Regions from separate parts of the Rattus norvegicus genome. Here region 1 is linked to region 2. The links are chromatin contacts, called in public Hi-C maps. All regions are on one chromosome and are shown on one strand. The core of a region is the stretch at or near the end of the contact, and the rest is flanking DNA. Distances in the headings are between cores, read along the strand shown. Region 1 has its middle 370 kb from the start of Tyrp1. Region 2 overlaps Ptprd (protein tyrosine phosphatase, receptor type, D).

Evidence for each region. A called contact is a pair of places that touch in the nucleus more often than the background predicts.
Region 1: a contact with region 2 is called in a Hi-C map of liver, with 9 times the contacts expected there. The contact joins two enhancer-like sites. A contact is called at or near these places in 8 of 12 Hi-C or Micro-C datasets (the A7r5 cell line, frontal cortex, hepatocytes and 4 more).

Annotation. Positions count from the first base shown.
Region 1 is chr5:99,957,375-99,960,550 of GRCr8, forward strand. No RefSeq gene overlaps it. Among named protein-coding and RNA genes, the nearest start is that of Tyrp1, 370 kb to the right of the region's middle. Within about 2 kb of position 1,732, at least 6 of the 93 cell types and tissues checked have an H3K27ac peak or open chromatin away from gene starts, as enhancers often do.
Region 2 is chr5:96,828,876-96,831,707 of GRCr8, forward strand. All of the region lies in intron 2 of Ptprd (protein tyrosine phosphatase, receptor type, D), which reads right to left. Among named protein-coding and RNA genes, the nearest start is that of Ptprdl, 580 kb to the right of the region's middle. Within about 2 kb of position 1,511, at least 10 of the 93 cell types and tissues checked have an H3K27ac peak or open chromatin away from gene starts, as enhancers often do.

The DNA of each region.
Region 1 (3,176 bases), core at 482-2,981, 3.1 Mb after region 2:
GAAAGAGGGTCTTAAAGCCCATGCCCACAGTGACATACTGACTCCAACAAGGCCACACCTTCAAATAGTGCCACTCCCTCCCTGGGCCAAGCATATTCAAACAATGCTGAATCTGTGCTGACTTGAGGCCTTTCAGCTCCTTGAAGGACTTGGGAGTTGACCTCAGTAAAGGTCTCTTGTTTTGATACTTGTAAACAATGCTCTAAGGTCCCTCTCTTCTCTAGTGTTTCTCTAATCTTGATAAATTTTCAACAAGCCTTTTGAAAATTTTAAGCTTAATTCTGCTGAAATGAATCAGAGGAGAGCTGCCAAGAAAGAAGCCCTTACAAAGAAAACACTTTCGGGTGGCTTATGTAGGATTATTTGCAAAGGGTGGTATAGATTCCTTCGGAAAGGACAAGATCAAAATTCTGCAGGAGCCTGGGGCGCTTAGCCCATCATGGCATCCTTTGTGCTACTATTAGCATAACAAAGTCAATCAATGCATTTTGGTCAATAACCCTCTGGACTATTAAGAGGGAAAAATGTTAGTTTCAAAATGAAATATCTTGAACTAGATAAGGTGCTCATTACACTGAGAGGAGCAGTTTGCATATTAGCACTGGAGAAAGATAGGGTTGTTAAAACCTTTTTCATTCTCCTAGTCAACTTAATTATAAAGGATATAATGATCACCTTTTCTCTGTAAATTACACTTATTAATTTTTTATTTTTCCCTCATCACTTTTTATTAAAGGACAAAGATAAATGGAAAAAAATTTAAAGTCAGCAAAGGATAGTTCCAATTAAAAAATATTGTCGGTTTTTCAGAGATACACAAGGCAATGGGGACAATGAATGGTCTTATAAAATTCAGTAAAATCTCAAAGGTCATTAATAAACTAAAAGTCTTCCGAAAACAATAAAACTGCTTACAACTAGGTTCAAGGCCAGCAAGCAAAAATCAGCCAGTACAAATAAAGATCCAGAGAAGAAAACCCATTCATAACAGCCCTCTCTCACACAAGTAAAGATCTAATCTGTTCACAGGAAGAGGGAGGAGGATAGGGAACGCAGCCCCAACTGCTGCTCTTGTAATCAGAGTCTAATTTTATGCCATTATCCGGTTGATGGTTTAAGTGGAATAAAGAGACACTGATCTGGGAATGCAAGAACGAAGCAGAACAAGTGAGATTGTAAGAGGAACAACTCAGGTGTCCCTGAGGCTCCACGGAGAATTCATTTGCACACAAGAGTTTTCTATGAGGATGGATAAATGTAATTCTTAGTTTCTAATGACGCCACGCCCCTCAAGAGTCTAAAACAGAACGATGGAATCCGAACTAAAATTGCTTTTTAAAATTAGAACCATTATTAAACGACTTTCTTATGATTAGACAGGCTATTGTGGGCTTTCCTCAGTCATTCCTGCAATAATCAATATTCGCAACAATACTTTGCAGTGAATGTTTGCGTGTATAAAAGAAGGGTCAGGCCTCTTAATGAGTAAATGAAAGTTTTCAATTAGATTTTACATGAAAGAACACACATGTGACCTTTAATCTTTTAAGCAAAATCTTCCTGAAAAGAAAAGTGGCTAAAATTTAAAACAGGACTGATCAAAGCAAAATTTAAAATGTACGAGCGCCATCTGGTGTCAGAAATAAAAATACCCTGCAGACGTCAGACAGATACCCCTTTGTGATCTCAGAACAGAGCAGCAAGGGATTGTGCTATAATGAAGTAGTCTTTCTTGAAGCAGAATTCCCTCCATGTCTAATACGGATATGTGGCTATTTACCCTTTGTACTGGGGTTCAATGAACCAACCACGGAGTCTGGCTGAGACAGCGAGCTACCATTCCATTTACATTTGAGTACTTCACACCCTAAACCTGTATGTTTCAGCTCAAGGATTCACATGAGTGCCTCAGTTTTCCATCCTTTCTAAGTCAACCTCCTTGAAACAGGAAAAGCATTCCTATGCTTTTAGAGGCAATTTCTGTATAAAAATACAGCAGAAGCAGATGGGGAGCACATTTTTAAAGAAGAAATTTGAGGCTTATAATGCTAATGTGCCAAGATGAAATTAGCAATATATTATAAAGAGCTATCTAAGCAGTGGTAGTTAAGTGAAATTTGTGCACCTGTCTATTAATAGAGCCTGAAAAACACTGTTCTCCATCTCCTGATCAGCAACAGCCTTTTCCAACAGCTATAGGTTAAGTCAGTAGTTCACCCTATTCCTGTCTATCCCTAGGATATTTAGCTACCTAGGTTGCTGGTGATTAGGAAGACCAATAGAGTAGTTCAGCAATGACATCACTGTGGGCCAAAAGATTTCAAGCTTGAGGTCTAGTTTGGTTGTTTTAATGACTCCTAAAACAGCTTTACATTTATCTCTGGCACAAACGCTCAGTGCAACATTTCAACCATATGCCTTCTGTTCAGGTAGCTAAATAGAATGCAGCCTACAATGTAGCCATAAAAACAGGGAAAGCAAATAACCCTTTCCTGTCCAGCAAAATAAATGTATGTAGAAAAAAGCTGTGTCTCTTTAGTCTTTATTTTAAATTAGACTTTTATTGAAAAGCCATAAATATTCAAACAGTATAAGTTTTGTCTTTGTAACAGCATTGCTTAAATATCTAACACATAACTGAGATCATTGCTTTGAAATAAAGTTGTTTCACAAGATTTCAGTCAGTTGTTGGCATCTAATTTTCGAGCAATGGTGAGAAATTACATGCTCTTTTCACCTTTATCCCCAAGCAATTATCTCTACCAGAGAACAAGGCAAAAAGATTCTGGGGCACCAGGCACTTAGCCTCATTGAATCCCAGGAGAGAGCAGAGAGTGTGGCAGAGGAAAGGACTGACAAGAACCAGATGTCCTAACACCTAACAACTTATTATTTCCTATAGCAATGGCTGGCTTGGCACAGAAGGGACAGGAAGTGAGGCAAGATGGGCTGTAATACAACACTGTAGCCAGAAGCCTTCAGGAGAATGACACTATTCACACAAACATGAATTTTCCAGAGTTGCTCCTGGCTGATTTACAACTTGAATTACAAGAAAATGAGAATAGGATTTGTTCTCAAACATACAAATAGTTGTTAGACACACTGCACTGAATGCCTACCATTATAAGAATATTTTAGGGATGAAACAGAGATAGCCTAAAATAAAAACCTAC
Region 2 (2,832 bases), core at 261-2,760:
TCTGTTAGTCACTGTGCTTTAAGTACAGAGGGTTACATTTGGCAAACTTAGTTTCAATCCCACATCATTAACCTGTTTATTTGATTCTGGAACCAGAAATAACATCTGAGTGCCCACGAGCAATTCTGTTCACTTAACCACAGCTTACCACCTTCACAAGATTTCTCCTCAGCTCATAATTCTTAAAAAGCAAGGTCAAGTGCACTAAGACAGTTACACAGCTCCACACAGAAATGTTACCTTTTTACCATGATCCCATATCCCAATTACGGATGCTTTCTCAGCAGATTGCCAACCTATCTTCATTTCTGATGGTTCCCATCACAGCCAGGTGGAATTCCCAGTTTCCTAGTGAAGCATTAGCTCCCTGCAAGCTGTGTGTTATCTCTACACTTAAATCTTGCCTTCAATTCTTTGCTGCAAAGAACATAAAAGCTTTCCTGTGAGGGAGACGATTGACACTTTTTTTTTCCTGCTATATTTTCTATGAAGTTGCTATGTTCTGGCTTTTGACCTTTGTTTTACGTTCCTTTTAATCTCAGCCCTGTTGTTCTTTGAGCTATTTAGTTTGAATTTCTGGTCTTTCTTCTTATGTTCTTACACTCTTACTTTATGCTTCTAGTCAAAAAAGAATTCTTGATTCTCCTGTCTCTGCCAGGTCAAGTCATTGTTCTGCCCCTTGCGAGAGTGGCAACCTTGGAACCTTGTTTAGGCTGCTTGCTCATACCACCTTGACCTGTGCATTCAGCCTAGTCTTTAGGCAAGATGCACTTGGTGCAGCTTTACCCTTGCTTTTCTCTTCATTGATTAAATAATGTCAAGTCTGGTATTGCTTGGTTCCTAACTAATATGCATCAGCTTCGTTAATCCTCACCATTAAATATCACTGAGGACATGTGGAAATTTTTCTATTGGAGGAGGAATTCGACCATCAGAATTATAGTGGCAAGAAAGGAATTTCTGAAAATCTTCAGTTCATATGTGCAAGCCTTTTACCCCTCAGCTGTTTGTCCTTGGGAGCAAAAAAAAAAAACCCAACCCCCCCAAAAAAAAATCCAAAAGAAATAAAAAAAAATAAAACCTCATATTAATTGTCACATCTCCTGTAAGTGAGTTCTGTTTCCAAGAGTTTCTTTCACTTAAAGGCTATCAGATTACATTAAAGTAAACCTGATTTTTAGTGGGGATCAATAGAAGTAAAGAACAACCAGAGAACCAGAAATTTGATCAAGAGATGATCAGCTAGGATATGCTTGCGTGACCACAGAGAAGGTCTTTCATGAGGTTAAAGGGTAGCCACAGCTCTGATTCTTAACTGAATAGGAGGGAAGAAGTCAGAAAACAAGTTTGAAAAGCATATTAAAGGAGTATGAAAGTCATAAGGAAAGTAAAGAACAGTAGAGAAAGCGATGATGTCAGTGGCAAGCACAGCCTCCCATCACACTACTCCCCCAGGTGTGTGGGGAGCACCATGAAGCACAGGCCTGGGGAGGCTCTCTGCAATCGCCTAGTATGGCCTCCTCCTTTTTCCTCGGTTTTAAGAATACATCATGTTTTTCCTGCCTCCTGTTCACCATACTTAGAAAGTTTGGCTCTGCATGTTCAACACTTTCAGAAATAGTTGCTGCCTTAGAACAGTCTGAACTGGATTAAAAGAAGACTGCTTCCCTGGGGACGAAGAATGAGAAAAGCTAAGTTGCTGCCCTACATGGGAGTTCAGCGCATGCTTCACATCTGCTCTGCTTTCCACTTTTAGTTGGGCTCTTCCCTTTTGTAATGTGCCAGGTGACGTAATGCTGCAGAAGCTTCAGTGTCAGGGCTAACATTTTTATAAGGATAGCATTTTAAAGTGAAGGACTAGCAACTCTACAGTATCCAAGGGCCACTCTGTGTTTCACAGTGGGCCTGTATCTATAGAGAGATCCCCAAGACACTATTAATAGGGTAGGAAGGACATACATCATGTAAGGTAGATTTTATATAAAGTCTTTTTACCACTCCCCCCTCTCTTTACTCTCGTGGTGTGTGTGTGTGTGTGTGTGTGTGTGTGTGTGTGTGTGTCTGTGTGTCTGTGTGTCTGTGTGTGCAATTGTGTGTGCACTTGTGTGTGTGTGAACATGTGTAGTGTTGCTACTTGTAAACACTCTAGCAACAACTTCATACTTGAGGGCAGGGGCTTTTACAGGCAGCCTGTGTATTTACTTAAAACAGCACAATATTTACAGTTAAGGAGTCCTCTGGACTGAACCAGTTAGTCATGCTTCATCTGCTTGTGCACTACTTCTTTCAGAAGCCAATCCTTTCCTTTGGAACTAACACAGTCAGATCATAACCCCCATGGCAACACATTTCATGTGCACATTTGCTTTTAAAGTATAAGCTAACAGGAAAGGGGCTCTGAATGACCCATTGTATCATATACATATACATACATAGACATAGACATAGACATACATACAAACATACATACACACACACACATATATATATATGTATGTATATATATATATATGTATATATATATATATATATATATATATATATATATATATATATATATATATATATGTTGCAGAGGCCAGGGAAAGTTTGAGAAGATTGTAGTATGAGTTGGTGCCTTGTAAGGAGGGCAAAGATCAGAAGAGAAGCACACAATGCCACATGTGAGATGATTGGAGTGTTTGGGCATGTAAAGATCCATATTATCTGACAAAACCAAGGTGCCATCATGCAATAAAATCTAAGTGTCTTCTTCATACAGTAAACCAAGCAAGAAACATATGTAATGTTTTAAATAAGGAAATAATAGGATAGTGATGTAAGGAAACAAAA